2 separate regions of the Zea mays genome follow, and region 1 is linked to region 2. A link is a contact called in public Hi-C data. All regions are on one chromosome and are shown on one strand. The core of a region is the stretch at or near the end of the contact, and the rest is flanking DNA. Distances in the headings are between cores, read along the strand shown.

Region 1 (4,885 bases), core at 2,179-4,678, 67 kb after region 2:
ACAGGTAGAGTTCGTGTGGGAGCGGTGGGCTTTACTTGTGCCAGTTGTTTGTGGAGCCAGAGGAATAGCCTAGGATGTTTCCCAGCGCCATCCAAGAACAGAAGATTGAGTTGGCTGCACTAGGCCCATGATGACCTGCGTTGAGCAAAAGAAAAGTAGTTACAAATCAGGTCACAAACTGTTGTTAGAAAAAAAAAAGAGCCTGAAATGAATTAGCCGAGAACGTTACCGCACAGATCAGCCATCATAGCACGCGCTGGACCCTAGCAGTTGGATGGAAAAATGTCAGGTTAATCCAGGATGCTTAATCTGAAAATTTACTGACAGAGACGACGCACTTACTTGCACAGTATTGTTGGAGAAGTCAAGGAGCCAAAACCCCAGAACGTACACGATCGCAGCATGCCAACGAGGGCCGTGGTAGAGGCTGTGTGTTGCACGTACGTACGTCATATGTGTCAGATCAGTTGGTAATAATGGTGCTCGCTAGCTGATACCAAATTAAGCGAAAGGTAAAAAGCTATATATATATGATGGCATCGCGCAAGGCGGCGGTTCACCTGCAGTGTTCCTTTGTGTCCCCTAGAGCAGCTCCGATGTCGGACGAGAAGCCAACAACAATGACCTACACAGCATGATGAACTCGGAAAATATTAGTCGGGAGGAGCGTTAAAGAAAGAAAGAAGAAACAGGAAACAGCTGCCAGCCAGTGACTTTTGGTTGCTGTTCCAGGTTCAGAGGTTCTCACGGCAAGGCAGATGAGCATGCATCCTATCAGGATAAATGGCCTGCGTCTTCCCCATCTTGCTGTGCACCTATCGCTGTACAGGCCAACCAGCGGTTGGACCTGCAGTGCAGGAGGTGGAAGGAGAGGGTTCATGTATAAGTGAAAAAATAACGGCGAGCGTAGACGCTGTGTATTAGGATAGAATAGAATCGATTGGGTCCCGTGCTTACCACTAAGCCAGCAATAGGACCGCATAGCCACATGAATGAAGTGAGGGCATGTGAGAGCCCCAGAGTCTGCACAGACACACAGGTAAAATCCAGACATCAGTAGGTCCATATACAGTTTATTAATTTCAGACCAATGAATTCACCAGCATGTTTAGCACTAACAAGGAAAAACTACGCAGTGTTACTTGTAGATGATTCAGAGAAACCAGTCAGAGTAGTTCAGTTATGTTGTCATGAATTATTATTATTTAGTTGGGCTGTGCATGCTGACTTGTCGATCGAGGTACTTGAGATCTCGGACATACATATCTTTTTTTCCCCTTCTAATTAAAAGAACAGACAGGACATATATAGAATATATCTGGCCTGAACCTAAAGCTGCCGCGCGCCTCCCTCGATCTCTTTTGATCTGGCCATTCATCAGGGGGTGCAGAGAGTGCGGTTAGGCGACGTGCCAGATCAAACCTGCCAGATACGCCTGCACATGCACCAACCGGCTCGACGATGGCACTTGGCTCAACGAGCCTATATGCCCTAGCTACGCGGGCTACGGCAGGCAGCAGCATAATGAACTTTATCCAAAAGGTGCACGACGAGCGAATAGGCACGGATATAAATGTTCCCATGGCTACAGAAGAAAGAAAAAAAGAAGGACGGGAATAATTGTGTGTGCTCTTGGCTTTGAAACATTTCAGATCCGACATGATCGATGGACAGGTACGTAACTAGCTAGCTAGCTAGCTCGATCGGAGAGTTCTTGTTCTTGTTGCTACATGTTAACAACGAACGAAAGCGCGGAAGGTTGCGGTTTGTTAGGCACGGCCATACGTAATAACGTGTGTGGTCTTTTGTCTCGGAGCTTTGGGCGGCGCGCGGGCCGATGCACAGGTTTCCTTTAGGCTTTATCCGGCCGCCGGCCGGGGTAGCGGCGGTAGGGCCTTTTGGAAACTTCTGGCTGGGCAGCGAATTCATTCGACGAGAGAGACGTGCGTACTGCATGCAGCTGAGGTACACACACGGCACACGGTACACCGACCGACCATGCAGGCAGGGCAGGCACCGTCTTCCTTCCGACGATCCTGCGTCTTTTTCGGCAAGGCTATCTGCTTCTTCGGTCATGCATATGCTAGGGCCTAGGGACCCAAGACTGGCACATACGAGGTGGCAGATGAAAGTACAGTAGTGTATTAATACTGGCAGGTGGTCACAACAATACCAGTGCCTACTGTACGTCACACACACACCACGTCTGCCGTGCACATAGAAACGTTTCTGAAAGGTTTGACTTTTGTATGTGCATGCAATGAAAAGAAGGAAGAGAGAAGAAGCTGTGTTCTTCCCAGCTTATTTCGGCAGTAATTAGCCGGTCCGGAGGAAAAGTAGGCACAACATATATATTTGGGTGGCGGAGCAGGAAGTAAGGGACGAAGCAGGATTTCCAGTTTAATTATTTCGATCGTGAAGCACTGCTCCAGTTCATACGGAGTATATAATTCATCTAAACAAAACCACCCACATACATCAAGTAGAAACGACCAAGTGTATACGTAGCTATCAGCTGCAAGTTTTTTTGGCCACACATGTGTACGTGCAGATATATATATGCTGATTCTCAGTGTGTACTACGTGCTTACTCTACTTTTTTTTCTCTCGTGGGTTTGACGAGACAAAGACAGGATCAAACGTCCATTACGTCGTTACTGGTCATCGAAAAGATGCTCTCTGCCTTTTTCAAATTCAAACTACTACTCATTAAATGTGTGTATATGGCACCTGCTTATTATTAGCTTTTGTAAAATAGCGGTTGAATATAGAACATCATGCATGATCGGCGGTAGTATCGTTTATTTGCAAGCAAGACACGTACGGCGCTCGCCGTGCATGCCGCCCCGCCGCATGTACACGCACGTATAGTATACGTGCACACGCGCGGAGGCGCGATCTCGCGTCGCGTGTCGGTGGTGACGATGAAGGGTATGTAGCTAGGCAGTACGACGTCTATATGTGTGTGTGTATACCTGCACGTAGGGCGTGAGGAGGGAGAGCTGCAGCGCCCAGCCGTACTGCACGCCGCCGGCGACCATGCCGGCGAGGATGAGCCTGCCGAGGCTGATCGGCGCCACGTGGTCCGCCGCCGCCGCCGCCGCGCCGCCGGTGCCGCGGACCCCCACGGACAGCTCCAGCTCGCCGTCGCCGCGAGCCATGGCGGGCGAGCACACGTACGTACCAGACCGGTCGTACGTCGATCAGGCGCGCGGCCGCGATAGCTGAGAGAGATTATATGTATGTGATCGAAATCGAAGGGGATGATTAACCAGCACGGGGGGGGGGGGGGGGGGAGCAACGAACAAGAGAGCTTTGGGAGGCGCAGGAGGGTTCTCGGGAGATAGACGAAAATGGAAAGCGCTGTGGGGGAGGAGGAGCGAGGTGCGCTGCCTGAGAGCGCGGGTAGTGAGGAGACGTGAGGTGTGGTGTGGGTGTGGGTGTTTGGAGCGGGGGAGATGGTGTGGCATTTAAAGGCCGTGGCGCGCGACGACCCCGGCCGGCCCAGCCCGGCCCGCGGCCTGGCGTGCGCGGACCACGCTAGCTGCTATGCGATGCGAGCCTAGCCTGCCCGCGGATGCGGCCACTCGTCCCGCCATCCTACCAGCACTCACTCCCCCAGGGCGCAATTATTAATTACTGCTATGCTAGGCCCACGGCACAGCCCACAGGGTGCTGCAGCCTGCAGGAGTGCCTGCCTGCCTTATCCATCTGCAGCCGCTGCCTCCAGATCGTCCGGTCTAGCTTCGCCAGGCTGCGAATCCTCTATCACCCCCCGGGTGCACCTAGCGATTCCACTCCAGTTTCGGCCATGCACAGGCGCCGCCCGGATCGCCTGTGGCTGCGCTTCTTGGCTGGCCTGGCTGATCTGTTCGTGTCGTCAGTCGTATCGTCACTAGAGAACACGCACAACCTAGCGGTACTACGAATGGTCCACTGCGTCTGCATCTGCGTGCGTTCGTCCAAGCAGAGAGTGACGTGCTGGGGATGGATGGAGAGTCCCACAAACACGTACGCCGCACAAGCCGCAACCATGTCGCTCGATGGTACCTACCTTCATCGTAATACACGTGAGCCTTTGTGCGGATGGCCGTTTTTCTTCTTCTCAATTCTCCAACTAGGGATGGATCCATAGGATATGCCGGATAGAGCGACCATGGTATACCATATATGTAGTGCAGGTGCAGGACCAACACATATTAAACACTGAAGTTTTAAACTATATGGAAAACATTTACAGCTTCAAGCACCAGAGAGAATGTGATTAGGTGGTCTGTAGCTTTTGGGCTCATATCTTGGAGATTGGCTGGTTTGATCCCTTTGTGGTGCGATATATTTTATTTTTTATTCTCTTATGTATTACTCCCTCCGTCTCACAAAGGATGTCGTTTGACTTTCTTGAGGCCAACTTTGATCAATTTGTTTTATTCAAAATATTTGTGAAAATATAGAAAACTTTAGTTTATTGTTAAAGTAAATGGTATGATAAACTAAACCGTAATGAAAATAAATGATAATTATGAATTTTTTTGAATAAAATGAGCTGGTCAAACATGATCTCAGAAAAGTCAAACGACATTTTTTTAGAGACAGAGGGAGTATTATATACTACGGATCAAATTCTCTATATATTCACTATAATGATGTATTTAATTTTTTTATGTTCTCCATTTTCTACTAATATTTTCAATTTATTTAAAACAGCTTTAAGACCCTCTTTATATTTTCTTGTATTGATAGCAATAGAGATTTTAATTAAACAAATCTTCAATAGCTTCTCCGATCAGAATGACAAATATTGCCAAAATGACTTCTCCAATTAGATCACCGTACGTTGCCATTTTTTTACCTCTTTGGTAGCTAAAATCGAGGGATAAAATAGGAA
Region 2 (4,487 bases), core at 832-3,331:
AGTAGTGTAGTGGTATAGGAGGGTATGCGCGAGAGAGAGGTTGCGAGTTCGAATCTCACCATTCACAAAACATATAACTTTGATTCAAAATAATAGTGAAAAATGATAGGGCAATAGGTAAGGTAAAAGGTATGGTTGAAGGTTGGAGAGTTGTTCCTATAATTTTTAAAAAAAAATGTTTTGATATTTTTTTATTTTTTTTATTATTAATTTGCTGAGTGCTTTTCGACACTCGACAAATTTTTTTGCCGGTAGTGAGTAATACGTAGTGCAGTTTTATGGATTCCTCCAAAACTTTGATGCCAAACACGTCTCTAAGTGAAGCTGGCTAAAGGACAAATAAGGGACTAACATCATAAAGGCTAACCCCTCAAAATCACTAGGATCCTAGATTCTATTGTACCTTTGTCTTCTTTGTGTACAACCTACGTACATTTGTTGATGCAACTTTTGTTACCTTTCCGATGTCCTTTACATCGCTTTATCGTCCTTACCGAATGATCCTCTACCCAAACAGCGCCAACGTGTACAGTACCAACGGTTAGCTGAAAGAATAGAATGATGAAGGATGGTTGGCACTAGGAAAACGCAAAAAAAAAAAAAAAAAAAAACGGCCCAATGCATGTTGCACAAGACGTGTCAACATGTTGACAAGAATGTAATAATTACAAGTGTTTTCATCGGAGAAAGTTGCATTGATGATGGCCCAATGACAGTGTACGCATGATTCCAACTTGATGGAGAAATGAGTAGCGCGTATCTCGCTCCATCATACTATCATAGTAGGCGGCAGCAGCGCATGCATGTTATGCGTGCTCTACGCGCATAATGAGGGAACTGTAAAGTAAAGTAGCAAGAGAGGTGTTTGGAAAGCCAGGTGCATGCAAATCCTTGGGAAAAATAATGGATCCTGGGCGCCATCTCTGTCCAGCTGAACCCTTTTCGTATACTAGATGCATGCTGCATAGGCATTAATTGGGAAAGCCAGCCAGCCAGGGCGCCATTGTATTCAAGTCCAATTTTGGTCCATCCAACGGTCCAACCGTTCGGCCATTCGAAGTTCGGATGTCAATTTTCTTCTTTTATACGTGCAGTTTGACGTGACATAGTTTCATAAAGTGCCTGATTAGTGATAATAAGTGAATCAAAAGAGCTCCTTGCTCTCCTCAAAGAAATTTCTTCGGGAAAAAAAAAAGGGAACGCGACCCTCCGTCGGTCCGTCCTGACTCCAGCCTGGGGTCCTGGCCGATCCACATGTTTGTCTGTTTGGCGCGCGGCGCGCCGCACATTACACGTACACGCATTTGGTACAGCTAACCGTGAGCAGCGCGCAGCAATAGGAGGTACGTACGGGGGCTCCGAACCGTTCCAAATTGTAAAGTTTTTTTTTTATTTTTTTAGAGAAATAAAATATCTCAAATTTAACAGAAGTACATGAAAAGGCACAAAGTTTTACAACATCAAATTGGTACAGTGTGCGGCGGGCGGGAGGGAACATATATGTGCAGTGCAGTGACACTAGCTAGGCAGTGCAGGCCACGCCGACAGATGGGTACACTGATGGATGGGTGCGCACTCATGCATCTTACCCATACTCGATCCCATGCATATGGATGATGCTGTCTGGATTGTGGCTTGCGTTAGCGGCTCCTCCAGGACTCCAGGCCATCATCCCTGATCTCCCACGCGACCACGCGTTAATAAATTTCGGGCAGCGATTGACATGTACGCCGCCGTGCACCGCGCATGTGGATGCTTGCGGCCCTCAGATCGGATCCGGTCCAGTCCAGGCGATCCGTGCACGACGTAGCCCGGCCGGCCCCCTCGCGTGGGGCTCGTGTGCCGGCAGCCGTTGCCCTGTGACGACGACCGGGCGTCGATGATGCGGTCGCGTCGGTTACAGCTTTACAATGGCATGCATGAGGTTCCAGAGAGCAGTAAACGCCAAGAGAAGAGCGAGAGAAGACCGGATCGACGACGCGATCGCAACAGGCCGGGACGCTGAGCTACTGAGCATGGGATGGAACGGATGCACACGATATATGATGCAGCGAGACGTGCAGCGTACATGGCTCATGGGCGCGGGCCCACCGTCCCGGGGTGGTGCTCCCTGCTACTGCGAACCGGCCGGGTGGCCCTCTGCCGCTGGTTGGCCTGGCGTGCGTCCGCGCGAGGCCAGCGGCACATGGCCATGTTAGTTAGGAGAGGAGGGGCGCTGGTGGTGGCCTTGTGGTTGTGGGAGATCCCATGCGTGTCGCTGCGCGTCGTCGTATCCGATCCACCTGCACGTACCGTGCGTGTGCGCTGGCTGCGTTCCGTTGGATTGGACCTGAGCACCAGACCCCTTCTAGCTATTTACGACTCTCTCTAGAGCTAGTCGCTCCAGTCCCCCCTCCCTGCACGGCTAGCACTACCCATGCCATGAGTCATGACGAACCTCACTCTAAGTAGTCCGTGGATCGTCACTCGATGGATGGATGGATGGATGATCCTCTCACGAATGGGATCTGTGCGCTGTACATATTTCCTGCTGGTTAGTAGGAACAAGCCGTTTGGAACCTTCTTTCTCCGCGAGCCCGGCCCAACCCCTCACGTGCCACTGCCACCCACATCGATCTCGATCGTCTTCGCCTCCACTGCCTGCGCATACGTTTCTTCTATGCCATCCACACATCCACTTGCGCCCGCCCCTGCGCCGACGGCTAATTCGCCCACGGCACCACCTGAGCCTGCGGTTGTTAACTAAGCATTGCTCCTAATTAAACTACTGCTAGTTGGCCCTGGAATGAACGGGGAACGTGCTGCCAGTGCTACCGCCCCGCCGGCTAGCTAGCGTCCTTGGTGGCAAACGCTGGGGCAGAAGAGAATGTCCCAGCGGGGCTAATTAATAAACAGAACATCCGCTGCATGCCGTCGTGTTTTAGATTATTATTATTGCTGCTAGTGCTAGACGCAGAGCCAGAGTAGAGTTCCCACGACCGCAGTTTCGGTATCGCCGTTTCATTTGGGCCTCAGGCAGGCCCATTGGTCTGGTTTCATTCGGCCTCAGGCCGCCCATCCAATCCAACGGTCCTCTGGCTAGTTGTCGTGCTGCTTGTGCAAAGCTGTGGCCTAACAATTTTCCGCCGTTGCCCCTGTTTGAATTTCAACAAACATTACACGGTGCAAAAGACAAAATCCAAACGACAAATCATTGTGGTACAAACAACACAACAGATCCAGATTACGTTTCAACCGCAATTCCGCAAACACTTGCATTGGCTGACGAGTTGTGAGGGACGGTGACGTGGGCTAGCTAGTAGGTGCTTTGGGGGCCCCGAAAATCGCGGCAAAACTTTTGTTCTTCTTTACCCGTCTAGCGTCAGACGAGCCAGGCAGAGGCCGAATCGGCCGAGCAGCGCCCCAACACGTCGTCGGGGTCTCGGCGACGTACTCAGCGCTTTTCCGAGAAATGCATGGCACCAGCCCTGCATCCCCATGCTGGTCGTTGCCGTTCTTCTTCCCTGTCGCTGCAGCCGGATTTTAGGACAGTCAGAAACGGGCGATGTTTAATCATATCGCCACGGATGAGATTTGGTTCTTCCTCTTTGCACTGAACCTGGAACGGAAAAAGAAAAAAAGAAAAAACTGTTGTTCAGACCAAATTTTATGAAAACCATAGTGTTTCGACGGCCCAATTATTCCCAGATGGGCTGTGCACATATCATAGTTTCCTACTTTGTGTGTGAGTGAATAACCTAAGCTGGTTCTCCTTCTAAATAGTTTTAATTTCGTCTTAGGTTCCCTATCTCTTAAAAAGATCATAATTGTAGGATTCCAAGGTGTGAAATCCATCTGGTTTCGAGGTACAAAAGATAAGAGTAATCAGAGTAGAAAAGTAAAAGGTGAGACATGATCAAGATAAGGTAAGTATGGAATGAATCATAGTAAGGTAAGTAGGTAAGAGTTTGTCCATTTCTATCTAGGTTTCGTCCTACAGTCAACATTTCCTCTGATACCACTTCTGTCACACCCGGCTTTAAGGAATAAAGCCAGGTGCATCTCATACATGCGCCAAGAAGACAGCATATATAATAACAGAGTGTATAGAGATAAATGTCACAAAACATCAGAGTATTATTGTTAGGATTTATGGGCTTGGCCCAATTAAGAAATTCAAATAAATCCCAGAAAAGCTCAAAAGCCCATACAAGAGGATGGCTAGAGGATAGGTGGAACCATTAGCACCATATTGCTAGCTCCAGTGGAGTAGAGCTAGCTTAAATATGGAAGCCACACTCACTCACCAAGTCATGGATGAGAGGAAAGAATGTGGAGAGCCACACGCGCGCGCGCGCTCGCTCGCCTGGCCTGGCCTGGGCGGGGCGAAGGACGCACGACATGCGCGTGAATGGTCCGCCGAAATCCGGTCCCTCGCCTTGCGGGGGCGCGACTACCTTTTGCCGTTCGATTTTTTGGTTTCTTGACTGTTACGTCTATGCTAACCG

The links. A called contact is a pair of places that touch in the nucleus more often than the background predicts.
Region 1: a Hi-C map of tassel shows a contact between it and region 2, with 4 times the contacts expected there. The contact joins the promoter of LOC541615 here to the enhancer-like site in region 2. A contact is called at or near these places in 4 of 25 Hi-C or Micro-C datasets (ear, leaf and tassel).

The regions. Positions count from the first base shown.
Region 1 is chr1:15,198,386-15,203,270 of Zm-B73-REFERENCE-NAM-5.0, forward strand. It overlaps LOC541615 (sucrose transporter 1), which reads right to left and starts at 3,429. Exons shown (of 13, transcript NM_001305791.2): 1 at 3,307-3,429; 2 at 2,976-3,224; 3 at 958-1,023; 4 at 749-847; 5 at 561-625; 6 at 343-427; 7 at 230-263; 8 at 36-135. The coding sequence starts at 3,161.
Region 2 is chr1:15,132,965-15,137,451 of Zm-B73-REFERENCE-NAM-5.0, forward strand. No RefSeq gene overlaps it. Among protein-coding and RNA genes, the nearest start is that of LOC100283939, 44 kb to the left of the region's middle. Within about 2 kb of position 2,082, at least 20 of the 20 cell types and tissues checked have an H3K27ac peak or open chromatin away from gene starts, as enhancers often do. A contact at or near this core is called in ear, leaf and tassel, where this site is marked.